4 separate regions of the Mus musculus genome follow, and regions 2, 3 and 4 are each linked to region 1. A link is a contact called in public HiCAR-type and promoter capture Hi-C data. All regions are on one chromosome and are shown on one strand. The core of a region is the stretch at or near the end of the contact, and the rest is flanking DNA. Distances in the headings are between cores, read along the strand shown.

Region 1 (4,337 bases), core at 1,130-3,629:
AAAGTTGGAAGTTCAAGGACTGACTGGGCAACTTAAAAGGGACCTTCTCTCAAAACTAAAAAAGTCAAAAAAGGCCCAGGGAGCTGGGTGCAGTGGTGCACGCCTTTATCCCAGCAGAGAATGATTCTGTGAATCCAGACAGCTATGGCAACACAGTAAGTTCTATCAAATAAAGAAACAAAGGGGATAGATGCTGGAGACACAGACTCAGGGGCGGAATGCTTGTCTACCATGTGTAAGGCTCTGTCTGGGTTCCTTCCCTAACATTATTAAGAAAACAAGCAAGCAGCAAAAAATAGATAGCTGAGCCACCCGTGGTGACTCATGGAAAATGAAACTAACAGAAAATTTAGACATAGCTGGGTGGCGACAGTGCACACCTTTAGCCCCAGTGCTTGGGAGGCAGAGTTAAGCACATGTCTGAGTTGAAGGGGCTACACAAAGAAACCCTGTCTCAAAATAAAAACAAACAAAAAAGAAATATTTAGACTCTTCTGCAAGCAAAAGCAAAGCTGCTCTGTGAATGGAAGTTGATTATTTTAAAAACTAAGTCCTGTTTATGCTTAGCTCCAGCTCTTAGCTACCAAGAAAAGGCCCTTGGCATCTGGAAAATAGCAGGCCTGCTGGGATCACAGGCAAAGAAGTAGCTACTGCTTGTTGCCTGAATGGTCTAAAGTAGTGGTTCTCGACCTTAACGCTGAGACCCTTTAATACAGTTCCTCATGTGTGATGACCCCAACCATAAAACCATCTCATTGCTACTTCATAACTAATTTTGCTGTTATGGACCATACTGTGCATATGGATCTGGTATGTGCCCCAAGGGATCCTGATCTACATGTTGAGAACTGCTGGTTTACACAGACTTTAATCAAAAGGAGACTTGGGTTTTGAAGGACAAGCAGCTGTACCGACTGCCAAAAACATTACAAAGGTTGGAACATAGAATTTAAATTCCAGAGGGTTATTTTTGTTTGTTTTGTTTTTCAGCACCAGACTTTCTATGTAGCCCTGAGCTCTGTCCTGGAACTCACTTTGTAGACCAGGCTGGCCTTGAACTCATAGGATCCGTCTACCGCTGGCTTGTGCCCAACACTGGCCTGCTTACAGTTTTAAGTATAGCAGAACTTCAAAAGATAGCTGTAGAGCCAAAAGGACGACTAGATCAGCAATATGTGGTAACCAGTATACGCGTGCCATGTCATTTTATTCTGCCTTAAAAGGCAAACCCTTGATTACAATAAGCTGCATGTCTAGCAAAATTAGCCACACACACTTATCGGAGGCACCTATAGTGATCCAGTTCAATGTTAGAAGTGTGGCAGGTGTCAGGAGGCTAGGAGAGTTAGAGAGGCTCTAACTATTTAGTAGGTAGAGTTGGAAGAGTTTCAAACAGGGATCATTGTACAAGTTGAATGCACCTCAAGATGCTTGTTGTACACTCCCAAAAGGTCAAAACTCTTAAGTTTTTGTTATATACTGACATAATCTTTAAAAAGAAAAAGAAAAGAATTGTTTACTATTGGAGGCGGAAGAGTAAGGAGCACACTGGTATGTGGTTGCTGCTAGGTGCTAGAAGCGGAGGGAGGGATGGGAAGGAGGCAGCTAGATGTCTAGAACAATTCTTTCATTATATAGGGCAGAACTCATTTCACTGAACAGTCATCAAGCCATAGATTCCTGTTAGAACGAGCTGGCCCAGGTTTGCTTGCATTGCAAGCTCCTGGTTCTGGGCTGTGTGCCCAACCCTACTCAAGAGGTAACGCCCCCCCCCCCCCCCCCCACCTCCCAAAAAACCAAACTCTGGCCTCACTGGGTTGCGACGTGAGTCCTGCTGGGATTCATTCCCAGCATCGCCCCAACTAGTCATGGCGGTGCACATCTGTCATTCCAGCACAAGCTAAGCGGAGGCTGGAGGATTACAAGTTCAAAATCATCTTTGGCTACACAGCGAGTTCGAAACCCTGTTTTAGAAACGTAATGAAAAAGCAGCACAGTATGACACAAGGGAGCGCTGCGGTGAAGAAAGGAGTCGAGGAGGCTTCGGATTCCCGCCGGGCCGGGGCCCATCCCTTCCGGAGCACACATGGCCCCGGTCTCCGCCCGGCCCGCGAGCCCCCGGAGGCCACTCACTCTTCCAGGAAGTCTAGGAACAGCTTCTGGCATTTCTCGGCCACCTCGTCGCGCACCTCCGGGTGCTGGCTTCCGGCGCCGGGCTCCGCGGCCGCTGCGAGGTCCATGGCGGCGCCGAGAGTACGCGCTGCTGAGGGAAGACCACCGCGGAGGAGAGTCCGCAGCTGCAGATAGCCCGGCCGCAGGTTCCACGCGTAGCTCCTTCCGCGCTGCCACTTCGCGCGCGCCTCCGGCTAGCCCCGCCCTCTCACCTCAGCCAATAACAGGGTAGGAGCTGAGCTACTTCGCGCCAAACCCGTCCAATCAATGGCGGTTCCGTACAGAGCCCCGCCCACCGCACGCACTTTTCGCGCCAAAAGCATACGCCATGAAGCTTTTGCCCATGCGCAATGTAGTCGCACCCACCCTCTGGTTGTTTTGGCTTGAGGAGCTAACCCCTCCCTCTCTCCCTTTACCCCCAGAGTTTATGTATAGACTTTTTTGGGTTTTTTTGTTTTGTTTTTGGTCACTCAGGGTTAAACCTACTGTGAATTGTGCATCTGGAGGAAGTAAGGTATGAGCAAACCAAACTACAGGAGAGAGCCCCTTAAAAGTCAGGTGGAGGACAGGAGCAAAGGCTTAGAGAGTAACTCATTCCGCAGCGGACCCAAGCTTGTTTCTTAGCAGCTACATGAGACAGTCACCACCTTTAACTCCAGCTTAGCGACTTTGATACCCTCTTCTGACTTCTAAGAACACATGTGCATACACATACACTTAAAAAGACAGAGATAGATATATTCTGACAATCTGCATACCATTTGACTTTCTTTTCTTTTTTAAACTGAGAGGGTCTCACATAGCCCAGGCTGGCCTTGAATTCTGGGTTCACGTGGTGCTGGGACTGAACCTAAAGCCTTCTGAGTGTAGAACAAGGACTACCTTGCTAGTAAATGATCCACATTGCCAGTCCCTCCTCGACTTTGATAGCTTAGTGCTGATAACTTGTTTCACCACCAGCACTTTTATCCTGGGCTTCCAGGACACAGTAAACCTGGACCAGAATAAATAAGTCACTTTTTCGAGGCTTACTGGATGTTAAAAATTTAATGCCAGGCAGAGTATATAAAATTAATACTTTTATAATCTATTAGGAAATATACTATAGAGATCTGCAATTGAAGGTGTTGAAGACTTGAAGCCTCAAATCCCTCCCTCCTTTGCCAACTCCAAATGTAGCCTTCACTGAGTGAGAATCCTGGGGCTTTCTAGAGAAACAAAACTGATAAAGACACACACACAGGATTTACTAAGTTTAGCATACAGGCTGTTGTCTGGCTAGCTCAACAGTGGCTGTCTTCCAATAAAAACGCCAAGCAGATGGTGGTTCAGCCCACAAGGCTGGATGTCTTAGCAGGTTTTCATTAAATGTTGGGAGTCCTGAAGAAACAGGTTCTAATACATTAATTGCTGCCTCAGCAGCAGGATGATAGATGGACTTGCCAGTGAGAGTGAGGACAGGCAGGCAAACGCACAAAAGGCTTCCTTCTGTGTCATTTTAGGTATGCTGTCACCAGGTGTGGCCCAGATATTGGATGGGCCTTTTTATTTTTAGAGAGAGTATTTCTTTTCTTTTTCTTTTTTTCTTTTTTTTTTTGTTTTTTTGTTTTTTTCGAGACAGGGTTTCTCTGTGTAGCCCTGGCTGTCCTCGAACTCAGAAATCTGCCTGCCTCTGCCTCCCGAGTGCTGGGATTAAAGGCGTGCGCCAGTATTTCTATGTGTAGTAATCCTGGCTTCCTGGAACCTGATTTGTAGACCAGGCTGGCCTTGAAGTCAAGAGATCCAGCTGCCCTTGCCTTCCAAAAACCACTCCGGGGCTTTTAGGGTGTGGGTCTTCTGATTACAAAAGATGCAGATTTAAGGTAAATCTTCTCACGTCACAGAATCCAACCAAGAAAACCCTTCACAAGTGTGCCCAGATGCCCAGGTTTAGTTGATAGTGTGAGTGTGTGGTGTGTGTTTTGTTACATTTTTTTTCCTTAAAAGCTCCAGACCAGCTAGCTAGTGCTACAAAGTGAGACCCTGCCTTAAATAGATAAATAAATAAATAAATAAATAAATAAATAAATAAATAAATAAATGAAAACTGTTTTTCTGAGTCAGATAACCCAACTCCAGAGAGACTGGATGGTTTGTGGATACTAGTTCTGAATCCTTAGATGTGT
Region 2 (4,609 bases), core at 719-3,218, 2.2 Mb after region 1:
ATCTAGTTATTGTTTTTGTCTTTCGTTTTTAAAAATATTTTGAAACTTTCTGCTTTCTCTTTCCAAAACTTTGCTCTCTTCTTTTTTCCTTGTATTTCATCTGTTTTCTTTACTGTTCCCTTTCCTTCTTCCCTCATTTCATTGAATTCCTATTTCAAAATAAGAATTTGGATTTGTTGTCAGTTATTCATATATAGGTGTGGGTAGGTAGGTTGGTGGGCGTGTGTACAGTAAGTGGAGACCAGAGCATCGCATATCCCTGAAGCTGGGGTTACTGGCAGTTAGGAACCACCTGACACCAGGGGCTGGGAAGGGAACCTGGATCGGTTAGGAGATCGGCCATGCACAGCAGGGGGTTCCCCTTTCTCAGGATTAGAAACAAACCACAAACACCTGTGTTTTCACAGAGAAGTCCTTTATTAAGTGTTGGGGGGTGGGGCGCTGGGAGGGTTAAAGTGGCTGCTTTCTGACTCAGGCAGAAAAGCAGCAACAAAAGACCTGCAGGCGTATCCCAGCAATCAGGAGGCAGAGGCAGTCGGATTTCTGAGTTCAAGGCCAGCCTGGTTTACAAAGTGAGTTCCAGGACAGCCAGGGCTATACAGAGAAACCCTGTCTGGAAACAAACAAACAAACAAACAAACAAACCCCAAACAAACAAAAAAAAACAAGCAAGCAAACAAACAAAAAGAAAACAAAAAGGGCAGGGCTGTGTTAGAATGGGCTACTAATGGAGCGGATGTGGTATATTTTATTGGGCACATTAATTAGGAGAGCCAAAGGGGGCTTTTGACTGTGGACTTCAATTCTTTGATAGCTGGACCTCCAGCCTCAGGAGGAGGAAGTGGCCAAATAAGGAAACAGAACTTGGTGGCTATGACTGTAATCTATCCGTTTTTAGCAAGGCAGAGGGAACAGGGGAGAAGGGCAAGGCCTGCCAGAGCCGTGCTGGCCAGGGTCCCTTCAGGGTTCTCTGCAAGATCAGCGCATGCTCTTTACCGCTGAGCCATCTCCAGCCCCCTTTAAACAATTTTTAACTTCATTGTGTTCTGGCACATTAGTTTTGTCACTTTTCGTGGCTATCAGTGAACATCAGTGTCTTTCTCTATGTTGTGTAGCTTGATGTTGGTGCCCTTGAGGTGGCTCACTTTCTTCTTCAAACACAGTTTGGTTGCAGGACAGAGAGAAACAGGTGGGAACAGCCTGGAAAACTCTTTTCTGCCCTTAGCTTTCATCATGCAGGAAGGTGCTATTAGCCCACATAATGAGAAAAGGCCATAGCTTGTGTTTCCCATTGGTGAGCATTGAGTCCTACGACACCAGGCAAGGTGCTCACTGGTTCAGTGAACAGCAATGATACAAGCAAGCCTATGCGCTCACCCGAGGACCTCATAGGAAAGCCAATGGCACAGAGGGGAAGTCCGCAAACTGGAAAAGGAATCAGAACCGGACTTCGAAGGTCAGCAAGGAGGAGCGCTGCAGCAGAAGAAGCTGAGGTTGAAACAAAGCAGGCAGGAAGCTTGGACAATGGAATGAATCAGAGTTAAAGCAGTGGAAGTCAGCATCCAGAACAAGCTGAAGAAAGAATTCCAGGAATCGGGAGCAGAGAAGAAGCTGAAGAAACACAGCATTGAAACGGAAAGAAAACACTGAGCAAGCGCGAGCACAGACTGCAGGTCACTGCGGAAGCTGAGTCTCTTTTTGGGTGTGCTTAGCCTCAATAAAAACAATTGGGAAACAGACTTAAAGGGAATCTCCAGGACAACTAGGGTTTAAAGAGAAAACAGTCAAGATCCGGTGAAATCCTGGCAGCCACCAGGAGGTGATGAAGGAAGGTCACGCCTTTTAAGTTAGACGCGGGATAGAAATAGCTTCTTAAGAATAGGAAGGGCACTCCCAGGCCTGGAAATAGAACAGTGAGCTAAGGAAAGCCCCCGGAAGCACCTGGCCATGTGGTGACTGGTCTTTTATAACTCACCTCTGCCCTCTTCCGTTTGTATTTCCTGGGCTTGCTTTGATGCCAGAGCAGGGAAAGGACTCCTGTCTCTCTTCCTCGGCAAGCTGGCTTCATTCACAGATTAATCTTGGTGTAACCTATTTAGTCCCTCCTTTCCTCTCACAGTAGAGGAGGCCCTTTAACCTGCCACAGCCCTAGGGTGAGAGACTGGTCTGGCCAACAGTTGTGGAGAGTGGAGGATCGGATACTAAGAAGCCAAAACGTTGTGGAAAGAAACACTGCCCTTAATGTCCTGGAGCTGATCTCACCAAGTGAGAGTAACCCTGGGGTTTGATTTTCTGAGCCTGAGATCAGTGTGTGGAGCAAGTGCTGTAGCTATTTTTCCGTGCTCTCGTGCTCCCGATGCACTTATGGGTTATCCCTCAACTACCCCAGGGATTCCAATCTGGAGTCTTCAGAGGACAAAAGACCCTGGCCACCCCACAGACTAAGTATGGCCATCCAAAGCCCTTATAGTCAAAGGAAGAAATCAGGTGTTGGGTGCTTCTTCCGAACAGGCACAGGCACAACACTGTAAGATTACATAATCTGGTCCAGACTAGCAGGAGGTGCTGGGCCCTCCCTCCCCTCCTTCCCCTCCCCTCCCCTCCCCTCCCACAGCAGCCTGCTGCTGCCTGCTGAACTCTTGATGGTTACAGACTGTAACCATGTGACTGAGCACATGCTCAAAAAAAAAAAAAAAAAAAAAAAAAAAACGAAGGAAGTCTCAAGCCCCAGAATTTTAGATGAGGATTTGTGTCCAGACCCAATAGAATCAGGGAGATGCAACTCAGTCATCTTGAGTATTTAAGTGCAAAGCGCTATCTCCCTATTCTGTGAGCAAGTGCAGGTGTGATCTCACTCCTGTGAGTTTATGTGAAGATGCTGCCAGGGAGAAGCTGTCACTGTCCTATCCACATACTAATTTTCCCCAAAAGCCTATTTACCAATGTCCTTTGTATGGAATCAGTCCAGTCTTTCTCAGAGACGACATTGCAGTGCTCAGAGAGGTTGGCCTGGGCGTAGACTACTGTGACTGTGATCTTTGTACCTGCTAGGAAAGCATTGAGGCCTCTCCACTGTATCACTGCCTTCCTCTTGAGCTTATAGCCCCAAGATTCCTCCATCTCTTTTCTCCACACCCCCATCCCATCCTCTACCTGCTTAGCAACCTGTGCATGTGAAGTGTACTTTAATAAGGTAGCCCCAGGGGTGTGTGCTTTGGGGGGAGGTGGTGGGTAGACATGGCCAATCCTCTTCATGCTTTGAAAGGGAAATATATGACTTGCTAATTTGCGGATGACACTCATTTGGGAAGTTTTGCAAATATCAGCCGCAATGAATAGGGAAGGAGTTGAGAGGGCCAAAACATGAGAGAAATAACAAAATTAATTTCCATTTGTATAAATACTAATTGATGCACCAGAGGAAAATGAATATGGAACACAGATATCAGCTCACAAGGAGGGCCAGTGTATTCAGAGCCCTGAATCAGTGGGATTGGGTGCAACGTACAGACACAGGGGCTGTGGGCTTCTTGTTCCCAGGGAGAGGTAGAACACAGGTAGAGGGTATCAGTAGACAGTGAGGATACTGAGGTGTCATCCTTTTTCAACCTGGAGAGAAGCTGAGACTACAGAAAGTGAGTAGACTGTTAGAGTGTCAGTCTCCCTACTCCCAGAGCCCCTTCCCCTACTAGTTTAGCAGGGATCTGTCTGATTTCTAGACCCTTAGTCATATTTTTTCTTTATTGTATAACAAAACTGTTGCTTTCTTTTTATTCTTCTTCATATATTCATCTAAATTTTGCTTACACATTTTTCTTTATTGGGAAAAATTTGTTCTTTTTTTCTTTTCTTTTTCTTTCACCTTTACTCTCTCCCCCTTTAAAAACAAAACAAAACAAAACAAACTACTATGCTTGTAGATTTTAACTTTATATTTTTGGCTTAAAGGGGTTTTTTTGTTGTTGTTTTTTTAAATCACGTTGTTAAACCTTTTATTCTCTTTACAATTCTATAAAATGATAATTGGTGACTTCAATACCTAGTTCTTAACTCTATATGTGTTATCCAAACTAAATGCAACAAAGAAACCCAAGATACAAATTATCTAATAAATCAAATTTAAACATATTGCAGATAATATTTTATTCAATAGAAAAGGAATATACATTATTCTTGTCCTTAAAACAGACCACATTCTAGGCCTCAAAGCAAGTCTTAATAAAAAAAAAAAAAGAGTGTGTAAGAATGGTTATGATGCTAAGGTCCTGTTCCTCAATTGGTTCTTGATCTGTCAGTAAAGAAGCCATGGGCCAATTGTTGGGTGAAAGGGCTAGGCAGGACTTTTAGTTTCCTAGAGTCAGGAGATAGATGCAAGGAGAGGAGAGGAGAGTTTACCATGCTTATGATGGAGAAAAGGTGACCAGCCATCTTGAATGGAGTGGACACATAGGCCGCTTCTGCAGGTGGGGGGATGAGGTGTTTAGCAGAGACTAGATGTAACTGAGCAACTAAAGTTTAGGGTAGGTGGAAAGGTGTACAGTTAAGAATATTGATAAGGGCACAGTTTTTCAGGCAGGATATGATTTGCGCCCAGCATTTGAAATTGAAC
Region 3 (4,328 bases), core at 940-3,439, 2.3 Mb after region 1:
CTGGACAATGTGTAGAAAGTGAGACTTTACTCAGTCCTAAATGGGATGTCTTCATCAAACCCCACTTCTTCCAGGATCTCTGAGTAAGAGAGTTGGAAAGACTGTAAGAGCTAAAGGTAGTAGATGGCTCGCTCTAAGGAAATAGTGTCATCCATACACAACTCTTAGCTTTTTACCTAAAAACAACTCTATAATACATGTAATTCTATGTATAAAAATACAAATATAGTTTTAATGAACTTTTTCTCATCTGGGCTAATGGTGATAATGAGTCCTCCAGTGTTACCTCCTTCCAGCCTAGCAAGGCTGGCTGTGACCATCTGCCACCACTTGAGCGGAGCCACCTGCTGTGCTGCTCTTTTGATGTGCCACTACTTGCCTGAGGCCCAACCTGCCACCGGAGGCCAAAGCGGTTCTCTCCCAAGAATTTTCCGGAGTTAACACCTAACTGAGATCTTCGCAGGAGTTCCCACTAAAAGGCTGAACCTATCTACTTCTAAGGAACTTGCTTGGCCAGGGATGGGCTTCCCCTTTTCTTTATAAAGCATGTTTGCTGACATTAAAATTGAACCTTGAACAGAAAGCTTGTCTTGGTTCCTTCCTTATCTCAGCGCAGCCCAGCCCTTCTTCTCTTCCAGGTTTCCAAAATGCCTTTCCAGACTAGAACCCAGGTCTGTGATCTGCTGGCCGGACACAACACTCCAGGACCCAAAGACTAACTAACAAAACCCTCAATACCAGACATAAGAATCCCTTTTTTGAGTTTTTATCTTGGGCTGTCCAAGAGACTCCCAAGACATACAGCCTCTTGCTATTGCCCTTTGTTATGCCCTAACAGTGAAAGGTAAGTCTCTATTGCTGAAGACACCATACACTTCAGAAACAAGGTCAAGAGATCCCTGAAATGGAACTGATCTGAATGTCCCCTCTCTGGGGACTTAAATGTTACTAGAAGACATTGTGCAAGCTTCCAAAAAAAGGGGAAAGGCAACCAATAGTCCTACCCAGCTCTGATGCCCATGAATGCATCAATGACCAACATGATACAGTAACCCTAAGGGTGTAATAGTGGGACATATTGTTTGAAAGTAACCAGAAACTCTCTAATTGTATTTAAGGCCCATTCAACCATGTCTGTTGCTATAAACCTAGCTAACTAACTACTCAATGCTAGTGAAGTTCCAGTTATTAGAGAATCTACAACTACTAATTTACTAAGCCAGCATAATCTCTAACAACATTCTATAAATATTTATCGTCATACTCACATAGTCTTGAACCCCTCATCAGAAAACACACACACACAAAACAAAAAACAACAACAGAAAAACCCCAACTTCTCTTTGTAACAGAGGCCACCGCAGAAAACTACAACCAATCAAAATGCAGAGTTATGGGTCCCAGTTCTGATGTCTACATCTAAGAAACACTCCTGCACCTGAGAAGAAACTACAGAGGAGGTGGCAGAACGATTGTAGGATCCAAGGGTCCAAGGAATTTACTGTGAAATTGTGTCACCTAGCAACATCAGAAACTGTATCAGAAAAGTCTCACCAACATGACCTCCCAAACATGACCCAAACAAGAACACTGATGAACATACAAAACTAGACAGTGGAATCCCACGAGGCTTTGATTCTACACAAAGAACTATAGGCAACTGAGGAAAGCTGGTAGTAAGAGCTGTGGTATTTCCCATGGAAGATCCACAGCAATTGGTTTCCTAGCGCCAAATTATCAGCCCTGAAAACATACATAAAAGTAACATTATATGGACTGAACAGGTTGTATTTAGGAATAGATGCATGTGATAACAATTAATTTAAAAAAGGAGACTATATTTGAAAGAGAACAAGAAGGGCTGTATGGGAAGATTTGGAGAGAGGAAAAGGAATGGGAAAATGTAATTAAATTGTAATCTCAAAAATAATAAATAGAACACAGAGGAGCACACACTAAAGAACCTGATGACCAGCTTTACCCACAATGCCCCACCCAAGTGCTCAGTAGCCCACTGACCTGCAATAGCAGAGAAAGACTCTGTGGTGGTACTTGGATCTCTACTGTACTAGTTTCTCCCAAGATGAGAGTTGATCATATTATCCTAAAGCTGGCCAGTACTTGCTCCATCAAAAAAGCTTCTGAAGTCTACCCACGCAAGTGATCCTTGCATTCCACCCACACAAGTTTCTGGTTAAGCAGTTGAGTATGACGGACAGGGAGACAGTCTCCTCTGTCCCGGTGAATGATTAACAGACTAGAGCAGCAGTGTTTATTTAATCTCCTTCTCTCCCAGCCCTCATTCTTCATCATGTGTTGGAATTATTTATTTTCTTCTCTGCCAACCATTTCCCCTAAGTTAGAAGGGGACTTGGAATTTGATGCCAGAATTTTCTGTCTTTTCATAATCATAAGAGTTATGCATCACAAAATCCAACCAGCCTAGGAACCTTGAGTTGGAGTTCAGACCCACTCTGACTAAAATGATTCTCTTCCCAGGACTGCAGACCCACTCAGGGACGTTGGATCTGAGGATCTTACTCTTCACTGGTCTCCAGGCATCACCAGGAGCTACAATAGACACAGTATGTGTGTTGTTTATTGAGTTCCTGCTGTGTGCTGACCTGACTGGAACATACTCAGAGCTCCACAGATATTAGCAACTACCACTACCAGGCACCAAAGGATCTCCAGAAGTCAGTCTGACACTCGTCAATATTCAGAAAAATGTAATGAAGAGGCTAATTTATGTGTTTGCGATCACATAAATATACAGATAAAGTCAAGTCCTGAAATGGACCCTTAGTCTGTTAATAATAAGTTTAAAGATTTGTGTGCCCCAAGGATTGCTCTTGGAAAGCACTTCTGGACCAGTGAGATGGCTCTGTGGGTAAATGTGCATGTCATGAAGCCTAAAGACCTGAGTTTTATCCCCAGATTGAACCAATTCGTATATGTTGTCCTCTGACTACCACAAGCATGCCATGCCCCAAATGCCCCTCATATAAATAAATAATTGTAACTCTAAGTAGTAAAAATTAGTTCTTACCAGATGTAGTGTATAATCTTGTAACTGTAGCACTTGGGAGGCTGAGGCAGGAGGATTATGATTTCAAGATTAACCTGGGCTACATAGTAAGATCCTATCTCAGAAACCAAAGGCTGGAAATGCTGTTGGGTGGTAGAGCACTTGTCTGATATGTCCAAAATCCTTGGGTTGGATCAACATAGGGAAAAAAAATTTTTTTGACATCATAATTTATGCTCTGTAATAAACACTAATGGCCTCACAAATTGAGCTCCTCCGTGAAGTTTGACCAAGTTATAAGATTTGGGGTGCACCTTCACTGATAAGCAGAAATTACTGAGAGGAAAATGAGGAGGATATTAGAGGTAAAGAAAGCACAGCCACGTCACAAAGGTAAGAGACTGATTTAATGTGATAAGAGTCCATGTAAAAGCGATCCTATGAAGTCCCGGAAGCTGATTTGGAGGAAATACCGCCCTCAGTTCACTCTTCCAAATATCGTTTATCAGTATCTTCAAGTCCTTTTCCTGCTTTCTACTACGGTAAGCGCAGAGTTCTCTCTCCCAGGGGACTAACTTATCTAAATCACAACAAATTATTTTGCCTTCTATTTTATGAAAACATTGTGCATTAGTTTAATCCGTGTCATTTTTTTTGTCCTGATCAACCCTGATTTAAAGGGTTGATTCTTCTTTTCTAAATTTTTCATCTTGTCTCTTATCCTGAAGTGTTCCTGCCATCTTGCCAAAACTTCAAACTCCTTTTTCTCCTTTAGTCTGATGCTGAGCTTCTCAAGAATGCAGTCTTCATCTGCAGGTTCAAATGTGCTACATTCACTCCAGTAGTGACAAGCGCGACAGGCCCCGAAAACCTGGGCGCTGTCCCGAGGCAAAAAGTTCACGGAAACTTAGTCTCCTGGAATCGTGGCATCCTGTATAAAGAATGCTCCAATGTCCTGGCTTTAGTTGGTAAACGGATCTGTGTGCTTTCCCATAATATTGCTTTATTACAAGTGCTCCTAAGGATTGATATTTTAACATATAGCTAAGTTAGATTCTAGGTAGTCCTTGATCCGACCCTGGGCATGAATAGCTAAGTCACTTTCCTACACAGAAATTTACCATTATCTAGGAAGAAGGAAGTTTGTGACCTAAAGAGGAACCAGAGTAGATACTTAGTACAATAGATAGCCGAGTTACACCCATACATGAGTATTTACAATGGCCTAGGGGGAAGGTGAACTATACAATAGACTAGAGAAGAAACTATGGCAAGGGCACGAAGCCCTTGCCCCAGCTTC
Region 4 (4,523 bases), core at 914-3,413, 2.1 Mb after region 1:
AGTGATTATCTCCTTTCTCACCTACACACCCCAGTTGTGTGGTTTATTTCAATGTCTCTTTCAAGTGAATACAAACATAATTCTCTAATATAAATAAATAAATAAATAAATAAATAAATAAATAAAGGCTTACTATGAAGTCCAAGTTGGACCTGAACTACAATCTCCCTGCCTCAACTTCTCAAGCTCTGTGTAGGGAATGGTTCTGATGCTTCGATAGGAAATCTGTGTGTGAACTCTGAGGGGTCTGTTCCCCAGTTGGTTCAATCAATAAAGATGCTAGCAGCCAGTGGCTGGGTGGAAGAGGCAGGGCTTCCAGGTTCTCTCGGGCAGGCTAAGAGACGCGGGAGGAGGAAAGAGGATTCGCCATGCATGGGAAGGAGGGAGAACCACTAGCCATGTGAGATCTTGGGTAGAGTGGCCATTGGTGGCTTCCCTGACTGGGCCTGGGGCAGCAGGCAGGAGATTAGAAAGGCAACTAAGCTGAGGGCAGATTTAAGGTGCTGAGCAAGGAGAAGGTAACCAGGAAACTAAATTGAGGGTAGATTTAGAGGTGTTGAGCTGGGTGTGAAGGTAAGGGCACATTAGCCGTGGGAGGCTTAGAAGATCCCCATCATTGAGCTAAAAAGCATATTAAAAATAAGGTAGTGTGTGTGTGTGTGTGTGTGTGTGTGTGTGTGTGTGTGTCTTTCGTCCACGGATCCAAGGGAACCAGGGTGGAAGCTGGTAGCAAGGTCCACCTGGAACTCCAAGCAGGGTTAGTAGAAACTACACACTACAGTGCTGAGATTGCAGACAATTTTCACCATGCCCTGCTTCCCTCTACATCTTGAAGTTAGTCCTGTCTGGTCCCATCGTCTACTACAGCTGCTCTGATGGAGGCTGTTAATGATGCTTGCATCATGAGTGACCTCATTTCTTGGGTCTAGCAGCAGAGAGGATCCCACTGGTACTTTTCACCTTAATATACTTCCTTCTCAGCAGCACCGTGTGTTTCTGAGTCTAGCTCACTGTCTGTGCCTTTCTAGCCTATTTTATTGCCTCCTATTTGTCTCCATAAATTCCAAACAAAATGCTTGACTTCTCTGTCCCTCAATCTGTCCCTGTTAGACCTAGTGGAGAAACCCCCACACAATTCCCGATTCAGCGTGCACCCAAAAAATCACAAAGGACCATCTCCTAATGTAATTACATGAGGACGTTTAATGACGGAGCTCTGGACCGACATGCATCCCACACAGGAGATAACGGATGTCGGCCACGAGGCTCAAAAGCTAGGGGTTTTTATGGGGTAAGGGGCTTAGGGGTGTGGAATTCAGCATAGCGACACACTATTGGCTTATTCAAACATTAACAGAAAGATTACAGGGCATCAGGACTTTGTTCCTGTGGGCTGGGGGCTTATCTTTGTTCACATAGCAACCAGTTGATGTATGACTTTACCTGGCGTCAAGGGGCAATAGACAGAGGGGAGGTTCCGGCCAGGTGGTGTTGACCCAGACAAGATAGCCCTGCTTGTACAATCAAGCTGTTCTTAGGAATGTCTTAACAACAGCCCTGTCTGTTCTGCTTTGTTCTCGGCCCCAGGCCGGGGCTCATAGACAACTTTTTTTGCATGAATCACAAGATATAAAATCTCATTTTCTTTTATCCCCTTATCCCAACATCTGTTACTCTGATGATATCCAGTCTTATACATTCATATGACATCAAATACTATGAATTCTCAAATCATATATTTAGTCTGCATCACTTTCCTGAATATATAAGACCTGGTTGCTTAGTTGGCAACTTGAGTAGGAGAGATAAAAGATGTTTTAATGCTAGAAAGAGAGAAAAAAAAAAAAACAAAAAAAAAAACCAGAGGTCCAATTTCTTCCTACACCAGTTTCCCGTTTAGTGAATGGCATTCCATCCTCCACTTAGGATGGTTTAGGTCCAGCTCCCAAGGGTCATCTTTTTTACCTCACTTTGTCTCATAATCCACCTAGAAATTTAACAAATATTATACTCTCCTCTCTACCTTCAAATTACAGCTCAAAGTAGACAGGATTCCCCTTTCACAATCTTATGCAAGCAGCCTTCCTTCCTTCCTTTCTAGCCACTGAGAAGGGGAGGTGTCTGCCACTCCCCTTACTCTCACATTCCTGAGGGCAGGTTACTTGGCAGCTGCATATGTGTCCTGGCTTCCTTGCTTTCAGGAAACTCACACACAGTCGCTGACCAGGCCCCATGGTCTCCTTCTCCCTTTCTTTTCTGCCCTCATCTCCCCAGACTCCCCCACCCAGTGTTAACTGGTTTCCTTGTCCTGGCTTTTGAGCTCACAGAACAGAATCCCAAACAGATCAAAGTCCCACTCAGAGTCCGTGACTACTGTTTCATACAGATGTCTCCATGCTTTCTATACATCCCTGAAGACCTTCTTCTTAAATACTTAAGGAAGGCCCTTTTATGCCATTGTGTTTGATATAGAAATGTACCCCACAATTACAGGTCTAGTACCTCCCTTTATATTCATTCCTTCAATGCTTACCACAACTCATAGCTTTTAATAATTTGTTAATTGTGCGTATTCCCACAATTGAGTGTGAACTTCATACACAGAAAGGTTTTTTTTTTTTTTTGTCTTTTGTATTAAATGCAAAACCCCAGACTCCTAGATCAGTGCCCTGTATATAGTATATACTCAATAAATGTTGCTGAATAACTGAATTCATGCACAGATTTTATAACCATAAAACTCCCATTCAAACAACATGCTTATGAATCCTCTTAAAATATTGAAGATTTGGCAACACTGGGCGTATCCTCCCCAGCTAACAGGTACCGGAGAGGGGCTTAGGAGCCATTTCCTTCTAATGCTCACCACCACTTCCTGTTATTCTCACCCAGGTTGACTGAGCGTGACCCGACTCTCCAGTGACACCCAGTCTGGGTCTGTTTGTATCAATGGGAAACAACACCTACTCCTTTCCCCAAAGGTAGTTTTCAAAAAAACAGGAATTGTTTTACTTTATAAAATCGCTTTATTATAACGATCTAAAAAAAAAAAATCAATAAACACACCTAGATTAAGGAAGCCACTCAAGCAAACACTTGCCCAGTCCCAAGTTCTGTCATCTCTAGGAACTTCTCTGCAGTTAGAATTGCCATTCTGAAGTGTCACTAATAGTTACATTTTAATGCACTTGTCCATGTGAAAAAGGAAAAAAGAATTTAAAAAAAATTAAAAAAAAAATACTAAGACACAATTGAAACCAGAAAGACAATGAATGTATATCCTCTTGTGACTCATGGGTCTTTTGCCCGCATTCCTTCCCTTCTTTTGCCTAATTCTCATTCCCTTTCCTAAATGTAATTCCATGTATACACACAGATGTTTGCATATATGAATATGTATATGTTTGTTCCAGTTTTTTTTTTCTTCTGAGTTTGGGTGCCCTTGCTTATCATTATTCTAAGTCCATCCATTTTTCTGCAAAAACTTCCCATTCCTTACAGCTCAGTAATATTCTGTTTTGTATATATACTACATTTTTGTTATCCACTTGTTGATGGACATTTGGTCCATTGCCTTGCTAGTGTAAGCAGAGAGACACTAACCATGGATGTGCAGGTATCTCTGTGATAGGATATGGAGCTCTCTGCGATATTCCCGAGAGTGGACAGCTGGGTCGTGTGGTGGTTCTGCCTTTAAGTTTTTGAAGAATGAAACTCCTTTGTGTGTGCACTGTGCATGCTCAGTTCATCTCTTTTGGTTCTTCTAGGCTGAGCATGCCTGCACCACTTTCTTTCCCTCTAGGAAAGTATGGCTCGGCACATACTGATACCACCTTGTACTCCAATCGAACACTGCTGATTTTCAGACTCAATGGCCAACTGTCTGCCAAAGACCACTAAGAGCATTCTCAGAGCTCCCCCAAGTCCATCCTGCAAAGGAGGCATTTTCTTCTGACCTCTAACCTGCTGTTTTTTCTCTACTGTGTTTCTAATTAGTAACATCACAGGACATCATGTAAATTTGGGGTGGACTTCAGGATCTTGGAATTGATCTTCTTTCTCCTCATCTCCAACACACTTTTCCCCCATTTATTTATTATTTCATTCTTGGGTACTTAATTACAATCATATCTATCCCTGACTCTTTCCTCTTCAAATCTTCCTGTTTCCCCAACCTCTCTAAAATGTCTGACCCCTTTTTCCTTCATTATTATTGTTACACACATGTACTCGTGCAAATTAATACCGAGTCAGATTGGTACTGCTTATATGTGCATGTGCTTAGAGCTGACCACTTGGGACTGGATAACCTATCATGGAGCTTGTCCCTGAAGGAAACTGATTCTCCTTCTCTGTAGCAATTAATTCCTTAGAACTCTTCATCTAGGGTATGACCTTTTGAAAACTTTCCCATCCACGTTGGTATGTCAACTGGTGTTGTCCTTATGCAAGTCTTCTTTAGCTAAAGATACTGTTGAGGTTTCATGACCAGAGAAATTATTGAGTCTAATAGAAAGCCTATA

The links. Promoter capture Hi-C pulls out the DNA fragments that hold promoters and counts their contacts. HiCAR-type assays count read pairs that join an accessible place to other places.
Region 2: a contact with region 1 is called in a promoter capture Hi-C map of liver, with 4 times the contacts expected there. The contact joins the enhancer-like site here to the promoter of Mcm6 in region 1. A contact is called at or near these places in 4 of 39 promoter capture datasets (hippocampal neurons, liver and pre-B cells) and 2 of 115 datasets of contacts at active chromatin or transcription factors (astrocytes and large pre-B cells).
Region 3: a promoter capture Hi-C map of liver shows a contact between it and region 1, with 4 times the contacts expected there. The contact joins the promoter of C4bp here to the promoter of Mcm6 in region 1. A contact is called at or near these places in 5 of 39 promoter capture datasets (hippocampal neurons, liver, pre-B cells and 1 more).
Region 4: a contact with region 1 is called in a HiCAR-type map of astrocytes, with 7 times the contacts expected there. The contact joins the enhancer-like site here to the promoter of Mcm6 in region 1. A contact is called at or near these places in 4 of 39 promoter capture datasets (the 3T3-L1 cell line, embryonic stem cells, hippocampal neurons and 1 more) and 3 of 115 datasets of contacts at active chromatin or transcription factors (astrocytes, large pre-B cells and stem cell-derived neural progenitor cells).

The regions. Positions count from the first base shown.
Region 1 is chr1:128,357,326-128,361,662 of GRCm38.p6, forward strand. Mcm6 (minichromosome maintenance complex component 6) reads right to left here and starts at 2,380. Exons shown (of 17, transcript NM_008567.2): 1 at 2,134-2,380. The coding sequence starts at 2,240.
Region 2 is chr1:130,549,018-130,553,626 of GRCm38.p6, forward strand. All of the region lies in intron 2 of Gm16083 (a long non-coding RNA gene), which reads left to right. It also overlaps a transcript of Zp3r not described here. Among named protein-coding and RNA genes, the nearest start is that of Gm16083, 36 kb to the left of the region's middle. Within about 2 kb of position 1,969, at least 58 of the 459 cell types and tissues checked have an H3K27ac peak or open chromatin away from gene starts, as enhancers often do. A contact at or near this core is called in liver, where this site is marked.
Region 3 is chr1:130,659,429-130,663,756 of GRCm38.p6, forward strand. C4bp (complement component 4 binding protein) reads right to left here and starts at 2,190. Exons shown (of 10, transcript NM_007576.3): 1 at 2,020-2,190.
Region 4 is chr1:130,472,273-130,476,795 of GRCm38.p6, forward strand. No RefSeq gene overlaps it. Among named protein-coding and RNA genes, the nearest start is that of Cd55, 12 kb to the left of the region's middle. Within about 2 kb of position 2,164, at least 80 of the 459 cell types and tissues checked have an H3K27ac peak or open chromatin away from gene starts, as enhancers often do.